Linked DNA regions of Gasterosteus aculeatus: region 2 is linked to region 1. The links are chromatin contacts, called in public Hi-C maps. All regions are on one chromosome and are shown on one strand. The core of a region is the stretch at or near the end of the contact, and the rest is flanking DNA. Distances in the headings are between cores, read along the strand shown.

The links. A called contact is a pair of places that touch in the nucleus more often than the background predicts.
Region 2: a Hi-C map of liver shows a contact between it and region 1, with 4 times the contacts expected there. The contact joins the enhancer-like site here to the promoter of tmem208 in region 1. A contact is called at or near these places in 6 of 6 Hi-C or Micro-C datasets (blood and trunk muscle, liver, skeletal muscle and 2 more).

The regions. Positions count from the first base shown.
Region 1 is chr12:20,164,532-20,171,102 of fGasAcu3.hap1.1, reverse strand. tmem208 (transmembrane protein 208) reads right to left here and starts at 2,272. Exons shown (of 7, transcript XM_040166815.2): 1 at 2,251-2,272; 2 at 2,097-2,248; 3 at 1,169-1,264; 4 at 662-721; 5 at 425-561. The coding sequence starts at 2,272. It overlaps slc39a1 (solute carrier family 39 member 1), which reads left to right and starts at 2,996. Exons shown (of 4, transcript XM_040197066.2): 1 at 2,996-3,306; 2 at 4,290-4,420; 3 at 4,711-5,025; 4 at 5,911-6,571. The coding sequence starts at 3,192. The coding sequence ends at 6,264.
Region 2 is chr12:20,201,805-20,208,063 of fGasAcu3.hap1.1, reverse strand. No RefSeq gene overlaps it. Among protein-coding and RNA genes, the nearest start is that of LOC120812609, 9.3 kb to the left of the region's middle. Within about 2 kb of position 1,768, at least 2 of the 9 cell types and tissues checked have open chromatin away from gene starts, as enhancers often do. A contact at or near this core is called in liver, where this site is marked.

The DNA.
Region 1 (6,571 bases), core at 1,023-3,522:
ATAGCATTAGAAAGCAGCAGTAAACAAACATTTGCAATGCAGGGGCATCGTGGAGTAATGTCTACCTGAGCAGAGAATGAAGAGGCTCTTGTGTCTGTTCCAGGTCTTTGTTTACGTAACCTCGCGCCTTTTAGCGCACGTGAGCGCGGTCCCCCTGGTTAGCTCAGAGACGCTTACACGCATGTCGCTCTCGCAGCCGTCAGGTAAACACGGTGATCTGTCAACGCCGCTGGCTTTGTTTGCGCTGCCGGCTCAGCTGTCGCCTCGTTGAGGCTCTTTAGAAATCCCTCTGAGCTCCCAATTTAGCACCGTGAAATTTAAGGCACCACGAGTAGGATTTTTAGTTTGTAAAACTGACATTAAAAGTCAGCCCCTCTTCCTCGGCTCCACGGACTGGCGGGGGGGGGGGGGGGGGTTTACTTACTCAGCCATTCCTTGCTCCATGTTCAGGTCTATCCCTCCGTCCAGCAGACCTCCGTCATCGGCAAATGCCGGCTTGGCCATGGCCGACATGGAGCGGTAACTCCCGACATACACCGCTAGCGCGAACACCAGCAGGAGCTGCGGGAGGCGCGCGAGGCGTTAAAAGGCGGGGAGGGAGGAGGTGCATCACATTTGTGGTGTATGGAGACTTTAAGCGATGGTGATTACGTGCACTCACCCATGTCGAAAACGAAGACGAACTGTAGAAAACCAAAAGATTTGTGGCAGCATATATTGCCTGCAGAGGAACAGCAGTATATTTGTGGGTTTGGTTGACATGAGAGTGGGATGTTAGTGGGGGTAGTAGTGTGGTGGATTATGATAATCACTCATTTCACCGTCCTTACTATTTCATCAACTAAAGAAACCTTTGTCCCAAATATACTATAAAGATGAATCAATTATGAAAATACTTATTGGTAGAATTTTTATATTATGATTTCAATGAAAATCTGTAATATCCCAAGTAATTTTAGACCATTGATGACGATGGTGCAAACCCATGAGCAGGAATCTGTCATTTTGGTACATATACCGTGCTATTTTAAAGTAACAAACAACCTTTGATCCACTGAAAATCTTTTTAACACAAACACCACACAAGTGAACTACCAGAACGGGGATCCCCTCGCAAAGTTTGACGTTTCTTTTGACAGTACAAACACAAAAACAGCGCGGCTCTTACGTTGGCTCCTAGGATGACTCTGACGTAGAACTTTAGAGTCGCCTCGTTCTCCTCATAGATCTGCTTCTTTCCCTTTGTGCCGACCTTCCCTTTGGGCTGTGGGGTAAAAATACAAAATGATTGTGCTGTTCTTCAACTCCTTAAAAATAACTAAATCTTTTTGAGTAAAACCAGTGCAAAACGGCTTTATAGACAAAACTTCCTGCTGTGGGGAGCAAATATAACTTGATATCGAAGATTAATAAATATGTATTTATTCAGATAAAAGTTAAGATTTGAGAATTCTATGTGTTCATGTCTTAAGATCTATTAATATGCAACATCAAAAAAAAAATCAAATAAAATGTGTGCGTGAGACTGATGGTATTTGATGACATTTTATTGCTCTGCACTGGAAGATGTTTTTTATTGGTATCTAATTATTAGAATGGAGATTAAAGTTTTGTTTTACGAATTTGTAGTTCTAGACCTTTTCTTGTAGATATTTTTCAATGATCCATTATTTCCCAAAAATGCAGCATAACTACATTTTCAACTTTTGTTGCATATCAGTGCCTATTTGTTTAATGTTGCTATTGCTCTGTTGGTTCTGTGTAAGTTTTCTCATTTTGTAAACTTGTATATAAATAAATGGAGTAAGTGGAGCTGCCGTGAGACCGACCGCCTGGGAGTGCTGTAAAGCCACTAGAAGTACTAATGAGCTGGATTTTGACAGATCTTAACGGGGATTCAGTGGAGTGAAATATGGAGTTTAGGGGGAGAAAATTCAACATTTTTGGATCCACAATCCACAAATGTAGTCTTTCTTCCTACAAGCAGACACCAACACGTATCTTATATGTTAGCGCGTGGCGGTCTCGCTTGTCTCGGTGAACGTAGCAGTGAGTCAGTCGCTTGTCCCCGTCTCCGTGTGTCCCGTTTCTCTCACCGCCATTCGATCTCTTCCGCTGTGTCTTCCTCTGACATCGACCCGCGACCCGACGCCGCGTCTCTGCCTTGTTTTATTGTTACTGACCCGCGGGAGGAAACTCACGAGACTCCCTGCGGCGAGCGCTCCTTGTAACACATCAGCATTCGGGGCTTCTGATCGATGGAGGCGAACATATCCGGCGCATGAAGATGTCGTCATCAATCCCCGTCGCAGGCGCGCTGGTGGTGGTGGTGCGAAAGGGTGCGAATGTGGTGAGATGGCGCCACCCGCTGGTTAATAAAATTATTATTAGATAGTCAAACAAATGACCCCACCAAAGTAAAGGATTATTAAATGAGGATTTAAGTTATTATTTATCCAAGGCAATGTATGTGTTTTTGTTTTAGTAAAAATACACTCTTCAGTCTTTACGATGAGGATTTATTATAAATGCTCTATTTCCTATTTGTATCGTGCTGTTTACGTACTGCAAAAAACAAGGCTCCTGTTGTAGCCCAAAATTAATGATAAAACACTGCAAAATTCCAAAATTTGATTGTATTAAAATAAATGTTGTTATCGCACATAGTGCGGAGAAGTCAAAAAAGTAAACTGCAGAGTTACGTCGTCTACATGTATACATTGTTAATGTTATATATACATATTAAGTAAGCGGTAGATGAATGTGCTGTGGTTCAGAGACATTTAGCATGAACAGTGCAGGTATCTGTATGGGTAGAAAATATTGTTTTGGTTTTAGTCTCCTGTGTGATCTTGTTTTCACTAATAATGTATCGAAAGAAACTCTGGTGAATTATAATTAAATTAACACGAAAGTTATGATATAGTTATTAAAGTTTCTTTCACAACGAGTTCAACGAGTATACACTGTGGTTTACAGTTTCGCGAAGGGTGCGTTTCGCCCTCCTCGGCCACCGTAGTAGGAACTGGTGGTACACTTGTAAATAACAACAGTGGGCGCCGCTGCTTTCTGGGGGGACTCTGGTCTTCCTGTCGGTTGGCGAAGCTCCGGGCTCCTCTCGTAGCTCATTAAATGTTAGCTCAGTCAGGCAGCGAACTTCTGTCCTGAACGGACAGCTTTTATGCCGCAACATGGACTTCTTGCTCCAGGTGAAAATTGGCGCTCTGGTCGGTTTATTGCTCCTGACTCTTTTTTTTGGATTTATCCCCGCTCGAGTCAAATGTTTCAGAGACACACACGGGACAGGTAAGTTCACGTCGATTTGAACATTAGCAGGCAACGTTAACTCTGGCGGTTATTATCGTGGCATTCTCTCACTGTTGTCAAAGAAGTCAGGACTTTGAATCCGTCGGAAAACTCAACACGAATTACCGGAAATGAATCAAAGGTATTAATTGGATTTGCCTCCTCGTTCCTTTGTCACTCCGACGCCGAAGTGAAAAGGAAAAGTCGCTGATTCATCTGCGATATTCATTTTCAGGCTTCGACGCGCTGTAATTTGCACATAGACAAAGCAAACTGAAATGCTTAAAAGGCACGAGTAGGGTTTGGTGCTGTAACCGATCCCGTCAGTGTTTCCGTTTCACCAGCCGTCCGTCTCGCGCAGTCACGTGTCCTCAATGTAGCGATAACGTACGTGTTGTGAAGGCAATGAACTGCTAATGATGTCATCAACCGTGACTCAGAAACCATTAACCCGCTGATAAGAGAACAGTGGTAACGTGGTCAAAAAAAGGGTGGATTGCAATCATCATATAATGCGATGAGCTGACACTGTTGACTAATTCCTGTATCTTGTTAATGTCATTAATCAACCTAAATGTGTAAATTGATTGACTGATTGTTGTAATGTGAATGAGAGGGATGTCTGGATGGTGACGGTCATTTCTTCCCATTACATGCGCGTGCGTTTTAGTGCCCTGCAGAGTCATTTGGACTTTTGTGCTTCGTGGTCATGCTGTGTCACATGATCTATTAACAATTATTCCTACTTTGGAAGGATTGGCGTTTCTTTTCTAAATGTTGGAGGTGTAGAATCATCTATCATCAATCCCTCTGTTTACAGGGATTTTTTTTGCTCAAAGGGAACCGTGAATAAAAGACAGATTTACTTTAAAAAATGCTGCAATTGGAAGAATAGGTTTTGTTTACTCTGTCCGTGATGCCATTTTGTCCTTTGTAATTAAACCCCTGTGTAACTTGTTTGTCTTTTTTTTATGCATTTGCAGACAGCCACCGCACAGTTCTTAGTCTGATCAGCTGCTTCGCCGGCGGGGTTTTCCTTGCAGCATGTTTCCTCGACATCATTCCAGATTATCTGTCCGACATAAAGGCTGAGCTGGACGCTCGGTCTGTGGAGGTACGTCCAACAATGGGTTCATTGACATGGACGAACGTAGAGTGTGGATAAATCATGAATCCCACACACACAGGCTGTTTTTACAAACAATTTTTTGTATTTTGTAATGTATCTCTGTCATGTAAATGTATGTCAATATTGCTTTAAATAAATCTATTAATTCTATATATGCCATTTTAGAAAGTAGTAAAAAAAAAGGTGCCGAATCTACGTGTTTTATCGGATCATTTATTATTAATTATACATCAAAGTGTTTTTGATTGATTCATCTCCCTGTCGGTCTCAAACAGACCAGTTTCCCCCTCGCAGAGTTCATCATGGCCGCCGGCTTCTTCATGGTCCTCATCCTGGAGAGGGTCGTGCAGAACTGTCGGGAGATGCGGGGGACTCGGGAGGAGAGGGCTCCCCTCATCCCGGACAACAGGAACGGACACGGCCACGGCCACGGCCACGGAAGCAGCCCCGACCTGGAGGGCAGCGGCCACCACGTCCACGTGGACTTTCAGGCCCACTCGCCCTTCCGCTCCTTCATGCTCTTCCTCTCCCTCTCGCTCCACTCGGTTTTCGAGGGCCTCGCCATCGGCCTGCAGAGCACGGACTCAAAGGTGACACGAAACGGCTCTTACCCTCAACTCTTTTATTAGAAGTGACCTCTGTGGCTTGTGCGCTTGGCCCGAGAAAAGCGCTGCAGTAAACCATGTGACCAGAAGAAAGCAGGGTTTAAGGTTCCTAGACAGGAAAGGAATCCGGCTGTCATGAGAGTCAGATCTGCACCTCGTGGTCACAAGACAACCCAAGCGGTCTGAGCATACCACCCATGGTCCCTGGGGGCTTTTCATCTACATGCAGTTGTGTGTTGATTTGATGTCTTTGGCTCTGTTGAAAATGTTCTTCTCTTTTCAGAAAAAAGGCTTTCTGCATTTAGTTACTTTATGGAAAAAGAGAGAGTCTCTGACTGATTTGATACATGAAGCGGTTGTATTTTTTTCCCGTCCGACACTGATTTATAAAAGCCCCGTTGAATGAGGTTAAAGGTGCAGAAGAGTTCGGTGGGAATTAAATAAACATCATCGAACTGTTGAGGTACTTTTCCCTACAGAACAATGGGCTCAACTGATTATAAATAATTATTAAGTGGGCGATACTAAAAGATCCTCTGCTGTAGTAGATTTTAGGGTTTTTCATTTTTTACATCCTTTATGAAAATGAAATTTCAAACTCTTTAATAGATACAATTTTGATAATCCAGCCAATGAAACATCTGAAAATCGGTGCACTTCATTGACAAAACCCATAACCAACCAGCGGACTTCCTCTTTGCACAACATCATTGACCTCAAAATGACTGGAGATATCAAACACGTGGCTACCACGGCAACAACAGCATGGCACACATACTTGGCCCAAACTACAAAATGATCCACGTTTTTACTATTGTTTTGTTTCCTATGGAAGTTTTTTTACGTATTTCTCTCGCCGTTTTCCGCCAGGTGTTGGAGATCTGCATCGCCATCCTTGTCCACAAAAGCATCATAGTCTTCAGCCTGTCGGTGAAGCTCGTCCAGAGCGCCGTGCGCCCGCTGTGGGTGGCCGCCTACATCGGCGTGTTCGCCATGATGTCGCCGATAGGCATCGCCATCGGCATCAGCGTGATGGAGGCCCAGCTGGCGGCGGGGGCGCTCATCCAGGCCGTCCTGGAGGGGCTCGCCGCGGGGACCTTCATTTACATCACCTTTCTGGAGATCCTCCCGCACGAGCTCAACTCCCCCGGGAAGCAGCTCCTCAAGGTGCTCTTCATCCTGCTGGGCTTCAGCGTCATGGCGTGTCTGACGCTTTGGGACTGAGACGAGTCGCCGTTCAGCCGGCAGCTCACTTTCGCGCTGAGAGACAAACCGTTCCCTCGTTACCAAAGAAGAAATCGGTTTGCTTGCGCACTGTTACACCCGACTCTGGTGCTTTTAATGTTAAAGGGAGCACGACAACAGATGTGGATGTAGTATCGTTTTTTAATATTGTTTTAAAAATGCATAAAGGAGTCGGGACAATTTGCGCTGAATCATTTCCTCTCACGATGTGTTGATGTAAAGAGGAACTGCGTCGATTAGTGTGTTGAAAGACTGAAAGTGGCGCAGGGGAACAAAGTGGTGTTCT
Region 2 (6,259 bases), core at 519-3,018, 37 kb before region 1:
CAGAAGAGTTGACCGAACAGACCGTCCTCTAGGGAGCAAAATTACATTCATCATCAAAAATAAGACTTTTTCCTGTAAAATTATCAGACAATTCTGATCTTGGTTGTGTTTCCTCTGAAGAATATATGAACCCATCACTGATTCTGTGCTAAAGGAATTACGTTTAAAAGCAAACTGCTATGTTGGATTTGTGCGACACTGCCCACTGCACATCATACTTAACGGAACACTAACGCGGATTGGATTGAGCAAAATTCCTATTTGAACCATAATTGAACATTTTCTCCTTGCATTCCAGCTCTCCATTTGCATTTATATGACAACAAAACCCCTCAATCTCAGATAACATATGCATGGAAGATCGAGCATTTGGTCACAGACCATTGCTTTTCTTTGTGGCTGATACAATTTCTCATTCTCCTAAGCCCTATTCACACACCCCTTGACAATATGCAAATAATGTCCCTGGGCTACCATTGTATCGCTGCACTTTAGCAAAATGAGTGAGAGGAAAACTATTGTTGCTGGAGTTGTTATCAAATTCCACGAGCCTTTTAGAAAATGTCTGCAGCTGATTGTAACGTAGCATGAACAAAAAGATCCGTGTGATCGGCCTAATGTTGTTTGGAAATGAGAGTCCTGCATTATGAACATCATGGAAATGAGATACTCACATTAATACGGCTCATCTCAGTTTATTCCACCTTTCTATTCTGGAGCAATATTTGGTCTTTTCGAAGTGTGAAGACATTAAACGTGATGACAAGCGATGGGGAAAACAAATCATCTCGTCGTGACGGGAATAGAGTTGACCATCTTAAGAATTGCGTTACAACAACAATCAAGTGTAAAATAATCATCATATTAATCCACAATAAAAATGAATTCCCAGACCAAATATTTTAAAATGGGCTCAAACTCCACCACCTGAAATAATAAAGTCCGGAAGAGCAATATTAATGTCACGATGTAATGTAATGTCATGATGTGAACATTGTTTATGTAGATTTTACAGATGATTATTATGTCTTTTTAGTAAAGTAACACTTTCAATGCAGCACATTTAAATTTACTTAACAGTATTTTTACATCAAGGCATTGGTACTTTTACTAATGTACTAATTAGTTTCTACATCACTGTTGACTTATGACCCCAGGAAAAGTTTCCACGTGATCAAAAGTGATTAGTTTATGATTTTTAATTTTGAGATTTCGTTTGTTTCAAATGTCAGAGTAAAATAATAAAACTATTTTGAGACCCCTCAGATGTATTCTGGAACGCTGTGAAATAGAAGGACTGATTTGATTGTGTAAGAAGAAAGACACCATTGACTTCCTGGAAGACGGGTCATAACCATTAAAGAGTTTTATCCCAAAAAACATTTGTACTCAACTAATTGTAATTTATCAACATTTGTGGGTAAACATTTTGTATTACATTTACTTTATTTAGATTTCTTTTTGTTTACTGTTAGTGTATTGACTTGTTCTATTTGTGTTACCTTTTAATAGTTTTACCTGAAATAAATCAAACTTTGCTTTCTAGGCAACGTTTGAACTAAATGTATCAGACTTACACCTGAAAAACATTTGTCAACATTCGCTGCTCTCTTTGCTTCTTCAATCCAGAATAAGAAAGACAACGTGACTTGTTAAATTTATGCCAAAAGATGGCAGCAAAAAGCCGTCGACGCGCCACTGGCCAGAGTCCATTCATGAATGTAACCACCACAAGAGATGAAGGCAATTATTTACTCCCCAGCACTAAGCAGGGGATCGTGTTTCTGGGGAGAAAGTACAGACACGGTTCAAAGTCTGACTGCGTGCGTTTCCAGTCATCCTTTGGTGCCAGACAGTCTAACTGCATGTCTGCCTGCCAGCATGTCCATCTATCTGTCCACCTGCTTATCTGTGTGTGTGCGTGTGTGTGTGTGGGGTCAACGGCGCCTTACATCTTCATCACAAAAGATTCACAATCGTTCACAATACACATTCAACGTAAAATATATCAATATATGTGATAAAATGATGGTTGTTAAGATCAATATTTTATATATGGATCTATCCTAACATTCCCTCATCAATAAAAAATATTAATTAAAAAAAAAATCTCACTGTTGCTCACAAGTGAGAGAAGGATAAACAGACCTGGCATGTCTTTTAGGTTATGATTCGATTTGGGAAAACTAATTTCTATTTATTTTATACTGTATTCCATGATCATACACATTGATGTCAGCCTGAAATAGTAAATAAACTAAGATAAATATAAATAGGTGGTTGGTCTGGTGTTTTGGACTCGTGGTTGATTTGTTTACTCAGATCAGATAAAAGTCTACATTACAGGTTCTAACACCAAATTGACAAAAGCACACAAAGTTTGATCTTTGTTTGCATGAAACAAAAAACAACCACACGTTTTTATTAGTAATTTTACAATAAGTTAGTAAATGTTTGGATTAATGTTTGAATTATTTTAGTATTGTGGATGCATCTTCTATGTCGTAAAAGTAAAAATAATGATACCATAATGAAAAGGACTCTGTTACAAGGTAACTTAAGTCAAATGACTCAATTCATAAAAATGTCCCCTTGGACTGTGATGATATATTACATTATTACGTTTTTACTTGTACTTACCTACTGATTTTTTAAATAGACTTTGCTGATATTCATCCAAATAATTGACTGACGTCACAATGACCCAACCAGCACCCCAAACCTCAAAGTTATGTAACGAAATTCATCAGAAAAAAGACTCATTTTGCATGTTGAGGACTTTCCTGCACAGCGAAGGCCTGCAGGGTGAATTCTGACAACTCCTCCGACAGTCATTAGAACATCAGTGGTCGCTGTGATGTTGCCTTCGGGGCTCGGGCTAGTACCTGCAACACACGGCCCGCCGACAGGCCGACACGACTTTCTCGCCTCCGCCTCGGTTTGATTGACGTGACCGCAGTAAAACACGGGGGAATGCTCGTTAAACCACTTTGGACCCGAGCAGAGACTTTGATTCGAGCTGATGCTTCGCTCGCTGCGTCTCTTGTCCCTTTTTGAAAGACTCTCGGGTTACTGCTGCAAAATGAGACAAGGCAGTCTCGTCTCCTCTTGTCAATACGATGGGCTGAAAGTGAGACCGCTTGGTTCCACCCTTTTATTTGGGTTTTTAACACCTCGCTCAAAGACAAAGGGTGAGAGATGAAAAATGGCAGTGTACTGTCTGACTGGTTCAGGAGGAGGTCAGACAACGAGGCTTTGTGGCCTCGGCCAGCCGCCACGGTTCAATAAAACGCTTTGATATGAGGAATAATGTCTGTGTGTTTCAAAGAGGAGGGGGGGGAAGACGAAAGAAGAAGAGATGAAAGAGTCACGTTTAATGTCTCCAACAGTTTTGGGGTTGTTTCTAAATGCTGAAGTACAAGTTTATCCTCGGTCACGAATGACGGTGATGCCACAGCTCGCAGATGACAGGATGACATGTGTGCAGCCCGCTTAGTAATTATACTTAAAAGGATGAAAGGCCTGAGAGCTGGTCCATTACTTTTCCCATGTATAATTAATGATTTTTAATGATTTTATGAAAAGGTCGACCAATAACAGGGAGAGTTTAAAGGAGCAGTTGAAAGATGGAGTGAACTTGGATTTAATCGTATTGTAAATTGTAAATGTGTTATGCGGTCGGTTGCTAAACAGGATTGTCAGACAAAAGGGCTTGGAAATTTTTTTGAAAAGATAAATGTTTATTGCTGTTTTTTTCTGCCAGCAGAAGGGAAAACAACATGTTTTACGGCGCAAACACCTTTTACATTACAGCCCCACCGGCGCTGTGGTTCCAGGAATCACAGTAGCTGTAATTCAATCCATTGTTTGTTTATATATAAACAAACAATGCATTTTTTTTCATAGTATTTGTGGTCTCCAGATGATGAATCCCAATGACTTTGGTGACACATGCGTCAAGCATTGAATAGATTGCCATTAGATTTGGAACAAACATTCATGTCTCCTTCTGGAAGCTGCATCCACTTTTTCAAATTAAGTTTAGTTCACCACCAAATACCTGCAGAATAAATGTCATCCGCCTCAGTTAGCAGACGTGAGCTTTACAACACAGAAAAGCTCCTGATAATCAACATTTCAGCATTTCGGCATTTAGCTAAGTCCGTAGACTTTTGATGAACAGAATACTGCTGTCAGGAGGTACGTAAATACCTGCGTTGTGTGTGTTTGTCCCTGCGGGTCTGGACACAAACAGCAAACCTTCTTAAATATTTTCATACCTGTCTGAGAATACATTTTTGCCTTCTAGATTTAAACGCCGCTGTTGCCTCTTTTGGTTCGGTTCACATTTTTAAACCGTAAACGTGACCGCTCACACTCAACAGATTGAGCAACAGTGTCTGAGTGAACAGAGGCCAGTTCATCCACTTGTAATGCTATCAGGTTCTTTGGGGTGCAGCCCAAGGCTCATTCACACGGATTCCTGTCAGCTTTAAACACTGTTTATATGACTTCCAACACCTCTGACAGGCCCAACCCGGCGCAGCACCGGCTGCCAGGCTGCAGAATAATGTCCCCAGTCTGGCCCGAAACACGCTGTATTTGCACGGTTTTTCTTTTTCTTCTTCGCCCAACTTTATGTCACGCTGCCGTTGGTGTTTTTCCCCCCGCAAGCTCAACTCCACTTCATCCGCCGTTCAGAGCAAACACGCACGCACCCAGCCGACAGATGATCTGGTTTGCAATGGCACAAAAGAAACATACAGATACTGTGTTCTTCTGGGCCGAGAGCTGGGCGGACCTCCCTCTCCCTCTCTCTCTCTCCCTCTCCCTCTCCCTCCCTCTCCCTCTCTCTCCCTCTCTCTCTCGGCGAGGGGAAACCTGAGCGGGGTCGGTGCGGTGCTGGAATCTACCGCACTGGCGTCTACCGGAGCCAAAACCTCCTTCTGGAAGTTTGGAAAGCGGGGCGGAGTGACAGCATTTCCTGCATCCATTTACAGTCCCTCAGTATGGAAAACATTTAGACCTCCTAGAGACGAGGAGTCAAGTCATACGCCGGTTGCATTTCTTTGGTGGTATTTTGGGGTAAATGCAGGTTTTGCAAAGGAAACCATTTCAAACTGCAAACAACAAAGTGGAAACAGAAAAAAAAGGAGGTGGTGTGACTGGCGGGATTGTTCCTCGTCATGGATTTGTAGAAGGAATTAAATCAAAACGTCTATGAAATGAGTCAAACATCAGCGGTGTCTCTGGAGACGTATTGTCTGAGGACAGGCACGATATTTACACCAGCCACAGCTAAACCACTATGCAACCACCACGCGCTGTGTTCACGCACACATACATTCATTTAAAAGAACTGTTGGAACTCCAGAAAACTGGAGTGGTAAGAGAAAACTGCAAAAAGAAGTAAAGGGAAGAGTATTATTTTTAAGGGGGGATCAAGATGGAGGTGAAGATGATGTTCTGTGTATAAAACAAAACTGGAATCCAAGAAGCTCGGTAAAGTCCTTTGTTTACATCGTCTGCTCGTGTGAATCATTGTGGGAGTGACACCCAAGCACAGAAATCCCATCTTGCGACAGAAGAATGTAAAAGTCAATGTGGCCGCAGGCAGCAAATAAATTAAATGATGGCGTCGCGACTTGTTAGAGTTCAGAGATCGACACTGTGAGACATGCCAGGTAACGCGTGACTGTTTAGTTTACGAAAGCCAATCCCATAAACTGCACGTCGGTCACTTGCCGTGACCTTCTCCAGTGACCTCCGGGGGTCACGACGGTGCTCATCAAACCGTCAGGGGACCCGGGGGGGCTCTGTGGGCGGATCGGAGGGGTTAAACGGGAGTCGAAGAGTCTCTCGGCTTCCATTCAAGAGGCGAGCAGCTTCAGGCGGCACTGGTCGCAGCTAACGGCAGCTGAAAGAGAAGTTTGTCTCCAACGCCCCCCCGTCCCCCCGTCCCCCGTCCCCCCCACCCACCCTGCGCCTCCGTCTCCATGTAATTACACTATGGCTGACAGACACGGCGCTTAAAGTAACAAAACAAAGGCGGACTGGGAAGCAAACAGGTCCACAGTCGTTCTGGGAAGAGGCGAGTCGGAGGCGTGTGGCTCGCTGAGTTTCATTGTGAGAGTTTAGCGGAGAGGGCGAAGAGTTTGAAGCTAAGAGGAAGAAAAGAAGGAGTCATCCTTTCACGTATTTCCATGAACTAATGAGGTCACTAAGAGCTCAGCCACAACTACTATTTGTTCATTTCTAG